Linked DNA regions of Bicyclus anynana: region 1 is linked to region 2. Evidence: chromatin contacts called from public Hi-C data. All regions are on one chromosome and are shown on one strand. Each heading gives the region's core, a stretch centred on a gene start, on an enhancer-like site or on the middle of the called end of the contact. The rest is flanking DNA. Distances are from core to core; before and after follow the strand shown.

Evidence for each region. Hi-C and Micro-C count contacts between places; a contact is called where the count stands out from the background.
Region 1: a contact with region 2 is called in a Hi-C map of whole body, with 5 times the contacts expected there. The contact joins two enhancer-like sites. A contact is called at or near these places in 2 of 2 Hi-C or Micro-C datasets (whole body and whole larva).

What each region holds. Positions count from the first base shown.
Region 1 is chr7:1,624,601-1,627,948 of ilBicAnyn1.1, reverse strand. No RefSeq gene overlaps it. Among protein-coding and RNA genes, the nearest start is that of LOC112047392, 7.5 kb to the left of the region's middle. Within about 2 kb of position 2,013, at least 6 of the 8 cell types and tissues checked have open chromatin away from gene starts, as enhancers often do.
Region 2 is chr7:1,525,462-1,529,040 of ilBicAnyn1.1, reverse strand. All of the region lies in intron 1 of LOC112047339 (four and a half LIM domains protein 2), which reads left to right. Among protein-coding and RNA genes, the nearest start is that of LOC112047341, 30 kb to the left of the region's middle. Within about 2 kb of position 1,695, at least 6 of the 8 cell types and tissues checked have open chromatin away from gene starts, as enhancers often do.

The DNA of each region.
Region 1 (3,348 bases), core at 764-3,263, 99 kb before region 2:
CTAAAAAAATTTTCTTCCTGTATAGCTTTACACTACACACATTGTAGACAATATTTAGGTAATATGTGTTTAACTTTCGTTTTTGACATTTGTCCGCCTCAGTTTTGATGCGCTAGTGCCCTGTCTCTAGTTTACAAAATCGTTGTCTTCAGTCAGCCATTGACCGTCAATTATTCTCATGTTTCTGCAGCGCAAACGGCAGCGAAGACGTTTCATAAGTCGAGCCGTCATGCACGCAGCGACCAATACACGACGATCAATCAGTTATAGTCGTGGGTGCTGCAGAAACGTGAGAATAATTGATCGTCAATGGCGTGCAGAAAACTATAAAGTTAAAACGCCAATTATCAATGTAATGTAAAGACCACGCGAGCTTTAGCGTTTTATGTTTCGTTGTAAAGACTTGGGTGACGTAATAAATAGTTAAATTTGTCGGTAGGTGAATATTATGGCCCTGGAAGTGACGTCATCGACTACGATTACGTATTACTCTATTTCTTGTTCACGTCGTCGCGCTAAATAAAGCCCTTTAGTCTTTACTTTGTTTGTGGGAACATCACTACGTTAATACTTAGCGAGGTAACTACTATTATACCTTTTTTGATGGCCTTTCTGGCGCACTTGCTATAGTCAGATCGGGTAGGTATTCAACTCCTCCTAACAAGTAAGCCCGCTTCTATCTTAGATTGCATCATCAGTTACCATAGAGAGGTGAGACTGAAATCAAGGGCTAACATGTAAAGAATAACAAAAATAAAATAGAAATATTTTCAAATTAAACGTCACGTTATCTTTTAGTGAATTAGAAGTTGTGATTGACTGACTACTTACTACACAAACCTGAATTTTTAGGGAGTTTTTTAGACGACGAAAACGATTACAACAATGAAACATCGATACAATCGATCGGTTGTTTGACAGAGAGGCAACGTCTTGCGAGTCAGGTCTTTCTATAATTGGTCCGAGATAATTAATTTATTGTATGTGAATCCGGACTCAAAAGGGCTAGAACCCAGAGCCGTAAAGCTTATTATTAAAAATAAAATGTATGTGAATCGAAACGAAAAGTGTCGCTTTAGAAAAAAGAAATATAAAAAAGAACCTTTTTGAGTACTATTATTGTTGTGTAAAAAACCTAAACTTGTGGACTATAGTGTTGTGGTTCTCAACAGAGAGATCCGGGGTTTGATTCCCAGTTCGAGTCGGTTAAGGATTTTATATTTTTTAAATGTGATCAGGTTTGGTCTACCGTGGATAGTTACTACCCCATACCGACAAAAACTTACGCCAAGCGATTTAGCGTTCCGGTACGATGCCGTGTAGAAACCGTCAGAACTATGTATGGATAGAACTTGTTCCTCTTTCAAGTCCGCTTCTATCTTAGATTACATCGTCACATAAAACGTGAGATAACAATCAAGGGCTAACTTGTAATACTAATATTATAAAGGGGTTTTGTATGTCTGTCTATTTTTTGTCCGGACTCCGGACTAATCTCTGGAACAACTGAACTGATTTTAACAGAACTTTTACTGCAAGATAAAGATATTAAACTACATTATTATTATAGGCTATTTTATAAACAAGAAACATCAATGGTTCCACTGAATTTTACGCGTACAAAGTCGCGGGCATCCACTACTTTAAAATAAAATGTAAATTTCAGTTTTTTAATCAATATTTTAACGTTTATTCAGTATCTGAACGTTCAATATCTCAATATTGGCCTGACCAAAAAATAAAAAAAAAAACAAATTCTAATTCCGCAACAGTGGTTAAAAAAATACATGTGGTGCCCCCAATGAGGACCTTTCACATTTTATATTTCAGGTTATTTCTTTTTAATTTCTTTTTTATTTATTGAGAAAGAATACAAAGGAACTTATGCCAAGTTACCTATCAAACTATACAAATCTAGAACTTTTTAATACAACTATTGCCATCTAGTAATGAATATAAATTTAGTATTTTAGCTACTCGCCGCCAGATGGTGCTATTTGTTATATTTTAAAAATGACTCAATAGATGGCGCTATACTTTTTACGAGCTATGTGATCTTTTGAGCACTAACTTCTTATAAAAGCATAATAATGGTAATAAGTAAAGTCGAAAACTTAAAGTCACGACTTACTTATGTAGTAAGAAGTTATCAAACGACAACAAGTCTCTCTGTAACCGTACCATAATAGAAACAGTTAATGAAAACGATGCGATGAAACTATGAAGTCACTGCAATGCGCCGCACTATTACGGTAGGCGTCCACATATCCGCATCGTAAGTACACATCGGACGCATGGCATCAAACGGATTTTAGTATTCTTAGTATAGAAAAGGGTTTCTCAAACTTTCGGCTCCACGAACCTCTGTTAAAATTTCCAATTGACAGCGAACCCCTTACTAACGCTTACTAACGAACCTCCTCCTCCTCCCCAAAAAAAAAATATTTTGACTGCTAAAGAAAATAAGGTTTTTATTTGAATAAAAGGTAACACATAAAGTACTAAAAGAAATGTTTTTGTAATATTAATGTGATGGGTGTGCTTCTTTCTTGTCGCAAATGGATTTAATGTTAGGGGGTTCGCGTACCCCACTTTGAGAAACCCTGCTATAGAAAGTCATACAAGTGCGTCCACTGATCCGCATCTTACGGATTTTTCCTACCGAAAAATTAAAAATCCGTTTGATCCGATGCGTCCGATACGTACGATACGGATCAGTGGAAGCCTACTATAATAGAACAGTTAATGAAAACGATGCGATTTGCGTATGAAAGTATGAAGTCCCGCAATGCGCTGCACAGCGTCCACATATCCACATTGTACACATTGGATGTATGGTATCAAACGGATTTAACTATACTTACTATAAAAAGTTATAAAAGTGCGTCCACTGATCCGCATCGTGGGGAACGCATCAAACGGATTTTTTCTACCGTAAAATAAAAAATTCGTTTGTTGAGACGAGTCTGATACATACGATGCGGATCAGTGGACGCCTACCACAATAGAACAGTTAATGAAAACGACGCGATTTGCGTATGAAAGTATGAAGTCACCGCAATGCGCCGCACCATTATCCGCCGAGGTCTATGGTAATGTATCAACACAAGCTGAGGGAGAAAATGACCCACTTCCTCTGTAACCGGATTAATTTCATTCGTAAGGTTTCAATGAATCCGATACGCGACATTAAGCAGCGCTATTATTGGTATGCCTCTATGGTACACTGGTTAGCCTATGTGGTCTTAGAAAACGAGGTCCTGGGTTCAAATTAGTGGTATTAGTACGGTAAGTAACTGCGCAATTTGGACCGTGACGTCTAATTTTTAAAAAGAATATTTGTCATTA
Region 2 (3,579 bases), core at 446-2,945:
CAACACGCACTGTTCGAAAATTTTCATCTTCAGATACCTAATGAGGAATTTTGGACTCAAAGATGATCAATCCATCTCAGCTCCATCGATATCGTGATCGAATTGGTGATGAAATACAAAAAAAAAACAAAGTAACCGAAACAGTTGCAATGAAGTTGCAATGGGCCGTGGTACATAGTTCGAAGCGATCGATGGTTCGAATGCCAAGGCTGTGGCCAAGGTGATGAAATATTGACCCCTCTAGGTGGACTTATATCATTAAGCAGGCTGCAGGGAGCCATTTACCCCTCGGTGACGCCGCTGAGGTCCCATAAGGAGCCTACGGCCTAGCCTACATACACTATTAGAAAAAAAAGGGAGGCATTGGATGCCGGCTAAGGCCGTGGTATTTGGAAGTCGGCACAAGAGCACTGGACGGAGATAATCCATCAGAGATAATGATCATCAAGATTAGCAACTCACTTTCGGCTCACTGTTGAGCACGGGTCTCCTCTCACAACGAGAGGGGTTAGGCCAATAGTCCACCACACTGGCCTAATGCGGATTGGCAGACTTCACACACGTAGAGATTTAAGAAAATTCTCTGGTGTGCAGGTTTTCTCACGATATTTTTCCTTCACCGTTTGAGATACGTGATATTTAATTTCTTAAAATGCACATTACTGAAAAGTTGGAAGTGCGTGCCCCGGACCGGATTTGTACCTAGGCCTTTCAAATCGAAGGTAAAGGTCATATCCACTGGGCTATCACGGCTCGAGATAATGATAATGACTGCTAATTAGGGCCGGAGCATATCTGGCAAGGCGCGGTCATCATCATCATTATCTTCACATCAGCCAATGTACGTTCAGACTTGTAACCAGCGGCTTCTTGTGTCACTTTTTAACCGACTTCAAAAAAAGGAGGAGGTTCTCAATTCAAAGCGTATGTTAAAAATTCTTCCAGATTGGTCCCATTTAATTTTCATGAAAATCGCTTTAGTAATTTTGTGTTAAAATGACAATAACGAAATTTCCCGTACCGTGACTGCCAAGCGCCATAGTACGGGTCATTTCATTATTTTCATTTTAACCCAAAATTACTAAACCAATTTCTATGAAAATTAAATGCTAGGAGTCTAAGACACACTAAAAACAGAAAAATAAAATATTTTTAACAAACAAATTGATCCGACTTCATAATCCCAAAAAAGTAATAATGTTAAACCGAAGTAATGTTTACATCGGTACCGAGAAGGACGGTCGGCGAATGTAGGAAGTTTTAGTAGTAGGGCACCGAGTATCAAATACTCAACGGTGAAGTCAGACATAGTCATCCAGGATACCTGGATTTCATCTATGAGGATATCCTCCTACAATAAAAAAAAAGTCTATCATAGTGGAGGAAGGATCGACCAACTGAAAACAAGAAATATGTATCCCGCCAATTATAACTTTAGTTTTGCTACTTGTTTAGTTATTTCAGTAACTTTGTCCGTCATTCTAATTTAGCAGGTAGGTAGCAGGCAGGGTATTTTAAAAAGGTATATATATGTAGACTGAAGTTTAATAATCAATTTCAGAAGTTCAAAACACTCAGACGATCAAAAAGAAATTAAAATAATTTTTAAAAAGTATGAATTGTTACTACTCACCACTAGATGGCGGAACAAAGTTATGGTTCATTCATAAATTTGTAACTTCGAAACAAACCTTCCATTTGTGACAACTGAGATAGTTCACTAGGGTACACGTAGATGGCAGCACCAAATTTTAAAATCTTCTGAATGATGAAGAACTTTAATTAAAAATTGGTTACGATAAATCTATTAGCTACAACATTTATTAGTAAAACGCTAAAACATCATTTAAGAATTACTTTACTACCATTCAATTTAATTTTACAAATTGTCTAAATGAATGCGTGCCTATAGTCTAGGATCAGTGGAGCATTTTTACTATTGATTAATATCAAGTTAATTTTCCGTGATTAGCTTCATCTTGATGAGACGCTCAACTTTTTTATTTACGAAAATTCTTGATTCTTCTTTACTAACCAGATATTTTTTACAGTTGCTTAATTAATAGTTATACAACTTAGCAACCACAATGCGTCAATGCCCTACGAATTGCGTAATACATTACCTACTTCTGACGCTCAGAAATTTTTATTGCCTTATTATATACTCACGGAAAATTAAATTGATAGTAATCAATTGTAAAAATGCTCCACGGATCCTGGGCTACTACCTAATTAAGTTTAGTCTAGGAAGTTGACATCGTTGTTTTGACTGTTTTTTTTTTATTAAGTGGTCAGAAATAGGAACGACAACAACAAATCGCCACCACTAACAAGGGACTTAACAAGCAATTCTGCCCGAGGGTGTTGCAATTTGTCAAGCCATTTACGATAGACACCATTTAGCCCTATTGTTTGCATGATCGTAAAGTCTCCACACCCACTGGTTCAACCACTATGGCGAGACCTATTCTTTTCTTTGCAATTCCGCTAAGATCGCTAGTGATTGGGGGTCGACGTATAATTGTCGTGTAAAGCCCGTACGCCCACAGACAGGTGACCATTATCACGTCACTTTCGCAATTGAATCGTAACAATATAAAAAGGCGCTAGTCCGACGCGACCACCGCAACACGAACTACCCTCCGAAACTTCCTTTTGTTTGTGTTATTAGTCGTAATAACGTGTGTCAGGAAGAAGTTTACATAGATGTAATGGTGCAGTGTTCGGATTGTCTCACATTTGTACACATCGAAACACTTAATAAATATAAATAAAACGTGTTTTTACTTACTAAGTAATAATGTCAATCTATTCCATAAAGTCCGTTTAGGTTTGGATGTTGTTTTAAGATGACGTAGGTACCAAGTACGTTTGTGTGTGTAAACTAAATATTCTTTTAAAGAAGTTTTAGATTTGCACACTAAACAAAAAAAAAGTTGAAAATTGCTTTCAATTAAAATTCGTATAAACAATTTAAGGAACTGAAAAATTTTGTCAATTAAATAAAGTGACTATGTCAATTAAAAAGGAATCTAGACTGAAATGAATTGGGAAAGTGTTTTGCTAGTAATAAAGGCATTTTTTACTCTGAGTAAACTGAATAGAATAAACATGTACAACCTGAAACGTAGAAGAGAATCCGTCGCATCAGTTTACAGAAAAACAACCAAATTCTTAACGACTAACACAGCGAGCTTGTTAAAAAAAATGCCGAATACACGGAAATATAATCTATTAGCTAGAATAGTGGAGGACAATCTGGCAAACGAACAACCTGGAGTAAACAATGATGAAGTAGGTGAAGACGATGATTGTTGTGATCTAGGAGAGAGAGACTTAGACTATTACTTAGGAGTCAAAGAGAAAGAAACGTGTTGGAGAGATCTAGGTGGAAGAGAACAAATTAGAAAGGACTACCTTCTGTATCATTGCGGGGTCACGGAGGAAGATTATGAGAAATTGTACAAAAGAACAGTAAAAGCAAAACCGTGCATAACACATCCAAGATTTAAACAAGTGCCTTTCAAAATTCACAAGAAGCAAAAGAAAGCCAATAGCTTCAGAGAAGAAGTGACAGAA